2 separate regions of the Drosophila melanogaster genome follow, and region 2 is linked to region 1. A link is a contact called in public Hi-C data. All regions are on one chromosome and are shown on one strand. The core of a region is the stretch at or near the end of the contact, and the rest is flanking DNA. Distances in the headings are between cores, read along the strand shown.

The links. A called contact is a pair of places that touch in the nucleus more often than the background predicts.
Region 2: a contact with region 1 is called in a Hi-C map of the Kc167 cell line, with 2.1 times the contacts expected there.

Annotation. Positions count from the first base shown.
Region 1 is chr2L:5,296,273-5,299,902 of dm6, forward strand. It overlaps lncRNA:CR45730 (long non-coding RNA:CR45730), which reads right to left and starts at 1,656. Exons shown (of 1, transcript NR_124084.1): 1 at 1,214-1,656. All of the region lies in intron 1 of vri (vrille), which reads left to right.
Region 2 is chr2L:8,431,699-8,435,328 of dm6, forward strand. It overlaps grk (gurken), which reads right to left and starts at 1,900. Exons shown (of 4, transcript NM_057220.3): 1 at 1,717-1,900; 2 at 1,315-1,574; 3 at 179-796; 4 at 1-43. The coding sequence starts at 1,384. D12 reads right to left here. Exons shown (of 2, transcript NM_135384.3): 2 at 2,360-3,630. The coding sequence ends at 2,511.

The sequences.
Region 1 (3,630 bases), core at 406-2,905:
TATATTACACTCAAATTTAATATGGTTAAAAACGTTTTGTTTGCTCTTAGCCAAGTGTATTAGTTTCTTCGTTTTGGTGAGTTTGGTTTTCCCTTGTCGATACATTTCGCTTTGGCCCATGGTCATTGACATTGCTCTGGACATGGACTTGAACGTGAACAGGGGCTTCTGGCAGAAGAAGAAGCTAGCCAGTTGGCAAGAAGAGGCGGCGGAAAGAAAATTAATTAAACAATCAATTGGCGTAACACTTTCTCTTCTTGGACAATAAAAATAAAAATAGTAAAAGATTTTCATGTGGCTCGTTCGTCCATTCGCCCGACTTTAATGAGCCGCCGCGGCGATTCGTGAGTGAACGTTCTAAACCGGTGTTCAAGATGGGCCAGTAGGAAGCTAGGGCTACACTGTTAAAAATGCAAGTAATATTTAAATGAAAAACCTAACTAAACGAGTGATGTATATTAATATGTATGTATTTCAAAGAATGTGTGCTATTACGAAACATAGATCAGCTTAGATTGTACTAGATGCATAGAAGACTGGTCTTCTGTGTAATTAAGAACAACACTGCAATATCATCTTAAGTCATTCTTAAGAACTATAGAATGTAAAGCTTAGATGCAAATCTGCATCTATGCACATATAGCAGTGCAATTTTTACGCCTGTACCGCTGAAGTTTTCACCCATCTGCCGCTGCAGAAATGTAGAACAGTGCGTTGTTTGTGAGGGGGGAGGCGTGGTGGTGCAGCATGTTCGAGACGAACCTGCATGAAAGCCGGCCACTAGGTGAGCGGAGCAGCTGAGTAAGCCTGAGTAAAACCGATCCGCTGCGCAGAGAGCCGCATGTTGTAACCGGTTTGCGGTGCTCTCAATTTTAAAATTCGGTTTGTGTGCTGCGACTGAAGTTCCAAGGGGGGCAGTCGGTGGGTGGTGGTAGCGACAGGGGAAGGTGGCGGTGGCGGTGGAGTGGAGTAAGCGATGACGCAGCTTCTTACGTTCTTTGGCCGATCTTGCCCCAGCCCCAAAACAAAGAGAGTAACAGCGCGAGAGCGACTAACAAATCCGTTATTTGACCCAATTCTAAACTGGAAACGGACGAAAAAACACACAGTGAAAAAATTCATATTTTGTATATTAGAAGCAAACTAGTAGTTATAATAATTAGAAAACAGTGGCAGTTATATTGAGTTATATACATGTTAACTGTGTTTGGGTTCTTAGAGTAATAGTTTAAAACCTGTTGCTAAAGGTTTTCAATTAAACTTTTTCCAGTGGCCCGCGAGTCCCAAAAAAGCAGTTGCAGTGAGAACAGTACATTTGTCTTGATATCGATGCGATTAAAGCAGTGTGAGTGGGTCTTGCGTGAAAGTTTCATAATTACACGACAGTCTTGGTTCCCTTCTTTTCCATTCGGTTGGTTAATCGCGCTGCTCCTGCCGCTGCCGGCGTCGCTGCCCGCTGTTGGCCCACTTCTGCGGAGAAAGTAAGAACTCCGCTTCGTGCTTTCTTCGTTATCGTTCCTCTTGTAATTGATTACATAAGACAATGGGGGCCAGAAAGAGAACGAATCTTTCGAATGCCGTTCGCTCGAGGCTCTCGACTTTTTTTTTTTTTTGGTAGTTCTCAATCTGCTGGCTGCGCGCTTCTAACGGTACTGTGGCCTAATATTGTAACACACTCGTTTGTGCCTCTAATAATGTCGTTTACCCAATTCCGAAAACTTGTTTAGTTAGCGTTCTTTGGAGAATTCTTCTGACCCCCACAACCGTTTCTTTCCCTTCTTGCGTTTATCTCTGTCCGCGTTTTATGCACCATTTTCACTGTCTTTTTTTCAGTTTCTTCGTAGCCTGGAAATTTTGGGTAGGTGGGCATTACATAATTGCTCGTCGCCAGTTTTTTTTTTTCGTAGCCCGCTGTTTTTGGGTTAACTTTTACGGTTCGTAATTTGGGATGAATGTCGTGTTATGTATTAAGACGGCATTGTTAAGCACAGTTCAGAATACTGTTAACATAGGCAATATGGGACTAATTATCACTTAAAATACTCGAACTGCAATATTCAGCGTAACCATCTCATTTCATACAACTTATTTCCACGATATACGTAAGCTTAACCAGTGATCAGCAAAGGTCGTTGAACCCCAAGTCTTTCGCCTCCGTTGAAGCTTGACTTTCTCGCCCACGATTAACTTTCTTGGCAGAGTTATATGTACATGTATATAGCGTATACCAGAAGATTCTCCGCATTTCTCCGCAATGCACTAATTGCTCCGAAAAAAAAGGTTAAGTTTCTATAACTCGCATCGACAGGTTGACAAAAGCTAAGCTTTTTCCCCAATTAGAAAGACTTTGACGGCGGCAACAACAAATGGCGTTATGTGAAATTCTAATAATTTCATTACGAAAAAAAGAAAGCTACACAATTGTTGCTGCCGCAGCTGCAGCGCTGCCAGCTTCGTGCATTGACTTTCCATTCTTGGGCTCGGAAATTTCGTATGTGTGTGCGCGTATTTGCTTTCATTATTCTAATTTCGTTAACCAAAAAAAAAGAAGAAAATCACAATAATAATACCTACAGCCAGAAATTGTTTATCAGCGACACTCTAAGTAAATGATGAAAACAAACTCATAAATGAAATCAAGTTGAATGCACGCACACAAACATATGTACATACATACACATAAGCACATACGCAGGCGTATAACAAAAATTATAAAATTTTATTTTATGACGAATTTCTTTCGGAAACTTAACAACATCGCAAAAGTTGCACGATGAAAAGAAAGCAGAAAGCGCCCGCAGACATTTCTACATGTGACGCGTGAGTTCTGCAAAATACAGCGCGAAAAAAGAGAGTCTTACCGTCTCTTTCTGTCGATCTACAGCCCTCTCTTTCTAACGCGCTGTTTCTTTCTTTCGGGGGCTCACTCTCTCGCACACACAAGCAGCTTTTTTTTTGGCTTTGCAATCGATCATTGAACTTTGGTTGTGAAAACTAGAGCAAGACCCAAATTTCTTCACAACTTTGTTGCCTCTGTGCAGCGCACGAATACACCAAAAGCGAATACAGTTGGGGTCAAAATAATAGTGCTATTTGGTTCGAAAGGGCTAACGGATCTGGGTTTAAGACCCACCACATTCATTCTTCATCATTTGTTAAATTAACTATAAAATGTAGGTACTTGTTTACTACCCAAACGTTTGAATAACAAAGCATACCTAATATTATTTTTAATATTTTAGAACTCTAGCAACACTTCTTCTATTATTATGACCCCAATTGTGCCGCACTTTTGTGCCTTATCAGCTTCTCTTTGGCTCCCACTCTGCGTTGGCTTTCTTTCTTTCTGGCTTGTTTGCTGGCTATTACCGCTTATGTTAAGTGATTTCTCAAGTGCGCTGTCTTGTGGCCAGCGATGAAAACACACAAAGCCCCATGGATTTCTCAGCCGTTCTGATAAGAGTCATAAATACGGCTAAGTAGGTGTGCGTGTGTGTGTGTGCTTATGTGTCATAAGGTGAAACGCAATAGACCCCAAAATCAAATAAATTTGTTATATCAAATCATAAAGTGAATCATTGAAATTGGGGTAAGCTAACTGGGCTTCATAGTGTCGTATTTGTTAGTGGT
Region 2 (3,630 bases), core at 650-3,149, 3.1 Mb after region 1:
CGGACCTTCCGCTGCGCTGTTGGAGGCGAATAGATGTAGTCACCTGCAATGATCAATGAGTTCATTTAGTTACCATGTACTGGGTACAGACTAATAGATATCGTTAGTTCCATCCGTTCCATACAACACAGGAAGAGACTTCTGTGAATGGATGGCTATGCTAGAGTAGAGTACCTACCATTCCAGCTCTTGTAGGCGCACCGCTCTCCATCGTAGTCGTTAACGCAGAGGCAGGAATGGAAGACTGTGTTGTTCACCATCGGATGCTGGAAGCAGTGGCCGCCGTTCAGGCAAAAGCTAGTATTGTAAGCTTCGCTGCAGGGCAGCATCTGAATCTCTGTCTCCTTGTCGTTCGGGCTGGGAGTCGTGGAGTCAGGCGTGCTGGACGAACTGGGGTCAGGTGGCGGTTCTCCGGTGTGGGTAACAGTTTCGGGTGTTGTCACTGTCTCGGAATCAGTGATTGGTGTGCTGCTTTCGCTGGCCAACCAGGTGTCGGTACTGGATCCGAGAATTATCCCATCCTGTTCCGGATCCGCAGCAATGGAGTCGTCTGCGTTTGGCAGTTGGCCGCCCGAGTCCGGATTGGGATCCGTATCGGGATGCAGCTGGTCTGCCTCCTCCTGGGCCGAGGCCTCCAGTTGCTTGCGCTGCAGCTCCAGGCGATTGAGCAACTCAACCGCGGTCTCCTGGATCTGCTGCTGCAGCTCGTGCGCATGCTCGTGCATGTGGCTGTGCTGATGCTGCACAATTTTCAGCGTATGCTCTCGGAGAAGTAAGATTCGGCTCGAACAACAATCTGCAGAATACAGAAGAAGGTGTGCGATTAAGAAAACAGGACATTTCCAGTGATCGCAAAGATACAGAATAGATAACGTTGTAAAGCTCAAGTTGAAGTACAAAAAGCTTTCAGTTTTTAGTGCGGCAACTTTTGAAATTATCATAAAAATGTCTCCCTATGGTATTATTATTACTAATTTTTTTAATTTTTAAGAATGCAAAGTTTGTTCATAAGGACAGTATTTAAATGAAACTCAAAAAAATCTTTAGAAATAATTCACAAATATGTATATTATCTGAAGTTTACTTCATTCATCATCCACGAACAGAAAGCTAATACAGGATTTTACACAGTTTTCAAGGAAGTTTTAGTTTTTTAGCATAACAAGTATATAATCAGCACTGCAAATATTTTATGATTTGTTGTAGCTGTTTTCCAGTTTTTTCGACGCTAGAAATAGCTTTTTTTGTGGGAGAGCCTGGCAATACTGGCCGTAATATTGGAATCTAAAAATCAGGTGGAGATTATGTACGTACCTGTGACGGCGACAATTGTTGAGAGCACGAAAATTACTTTGAAAATCCGAGTAAATGGGATTTGCATCATTGGAAAACGCTTGGGGTGGCGCTCCGAAAAATATTGATTGGGTGGACCGATTGTCCACCACTAGGAAAACTGAGTCAATGAAGGGGTCTAAACGATCGAGGGATCGAGCGGCGTGCTGGCCGCAAATGCAATTTGGCGTCGCAACAGAAGCTGAAACATACTACACACTTGCATCTCCTTGTGGATTTTACTGCAAAATAAAAATAGAACATTTTAGCGCCTCCACATTTTCTGTCGCACGAACGCACACACACGAAACAAAAAAAAAAGGAAAAGAAATAGCATTCAAAATTGGTGATCCAAAAGCTTTTCATAGATTATCTTAGACGTACTGGAGCTGCTATATGGCCTGTAGAAGGCTTCGACATTATAATTATTATAATGACTCGTGAATCATTTTATATATCAGGCAAGTAATTAATTAGTTAATCTAAAGAGCAGCAAGCGCGGGAAGCGGGCTCTTCTCTGCTCCACTTTGATTTTAGGTCTTGTTGCGCGCACGTCGGAAAAGAGACTGAGGAAAACAGAGCCAGAGAAACAGATGGACCTCATCCCTACATTGGCGGCATTGGCATGCGCCATGAATGAAATCGATCGGTGAGCGGGGAGAGCGAAGAGAGCGCCCCCAAAAGAGATGCGATTGCGACCGATAATAGTCGAAGAATCATATGGATATGCTAAGAGCTGCAAAAAAAAACCGCCCTTTAACAGTTATTCAATTTGTTAACGGCACTTTTCACTGCATACTTCTAGGGCACTATAAAGATATATTACTCTGTGAAGATAGCTGATAAGACTTAAAAATGTTTACATGTTTCGTACAAATATGCAATTGTAGCGATTATTATTTATATTGATAAAACAATTTAAAAGTCTTCAGCCAGATATTCAAAATTTAAAAATTAATGACCACTCATCTCATGATTTCGTCCAAAATATGATAATCGTTGATAATTAAAAACGCAGTATTCATTTCTTCGGACATTAATTTAGTTAATTTATTGCTTAGATTTATGCTTACCAACGAGTACAAGGCTCTAATTAGATATCAACTAATATCCCAGTAGAATTTGAACTATGACGCGGACTTGATAAAAAATAAATTCAAAACAATGGCAACTGCACATTAGATTTGTGGTTCTATCGGAGCAACTCCCAAGTGACTGTTTCCGAGGAAATCCAATTCGGAACACAGACTGATGACACGGCCTATGTCCTGAGGTTGGAGACACAACGGAGCATTGGCCGCCGCCGGTGGCAACTGTTCCAAAGTCTCCTGTTGCAGTTTCGCCGCCAAGGAGCGGCGCACCAATTTCTCAATAAAAGTGCGCAGCACTTGTCCGAGCATCGAGAGAGCCAGTGGCTGGGAGACGCCAGGCGGAGATTCCTCCGGTTCCAGTGTGATATTAATGTCCTTGCACATTTCCTGGACCAGCTGCAAGGTCGAATCCAAGTGCTTCGGCGGAGGTAGATAAAGTAGTTGGCGATGATTCACCATTTGGAAAGATACATCTGCTGAGTTTGTTAACCTGGACGCAAGCGGATGAGGTTTGTCCACACCCAACACATCGATGAACTCCTTATCCCGCATCTGTTGATCATGACCAAGCAGACGATCGGATTGCTTGGTTATCCAAGCTTCCAGCCGATTGCCTGAGCTGAGACTGCTATAGGCCGACAGTTGCGGTTGGGGCTCGCCCTTTAGTTGCGCCTGAACACGCCGAGCCAGTTGCTCCTCATCGCTCAGTTTTTGTTTTCTCTTTTCATGCACGACAGGTAAAACATCTTTGAGAGCTGGCGTATAACCATGAACCCTGGCGAACGCCACTATCTCCCGTAAACTCCAGTAGTGTTCCTTTCCACTAATGTCCAACTTATGCAGCTCGTGGTGCTGCATCAGACAGCGACGGAGCATACGTGCGCGCAGGTACTCAAAGCAACGTTGTTTTAGAGCAGTGTGATTGTGGAACTCTTCGAGGGTTATACAAGTGAATGGATACTCCTTTTGCTGATCAATCGACGCAAGCGGGAGGCGGCTCAGCAGGAACTCCACAGCACTGCGCATATTTCGGAATTGTGCACTTCTAAAGATGTGCTCCAGCCTTCGGGGTCGCGATTGTATGGTAGTGTCCACAATTGGAGGTAACAGCATTGGCTTTTCCTCCATCTCGCCGCTCATGTTGGCGTACCCATGATCGTGCTGCATGCACTGCAGCATATGCCATCGCGTTTCTGACGGTGGCTTA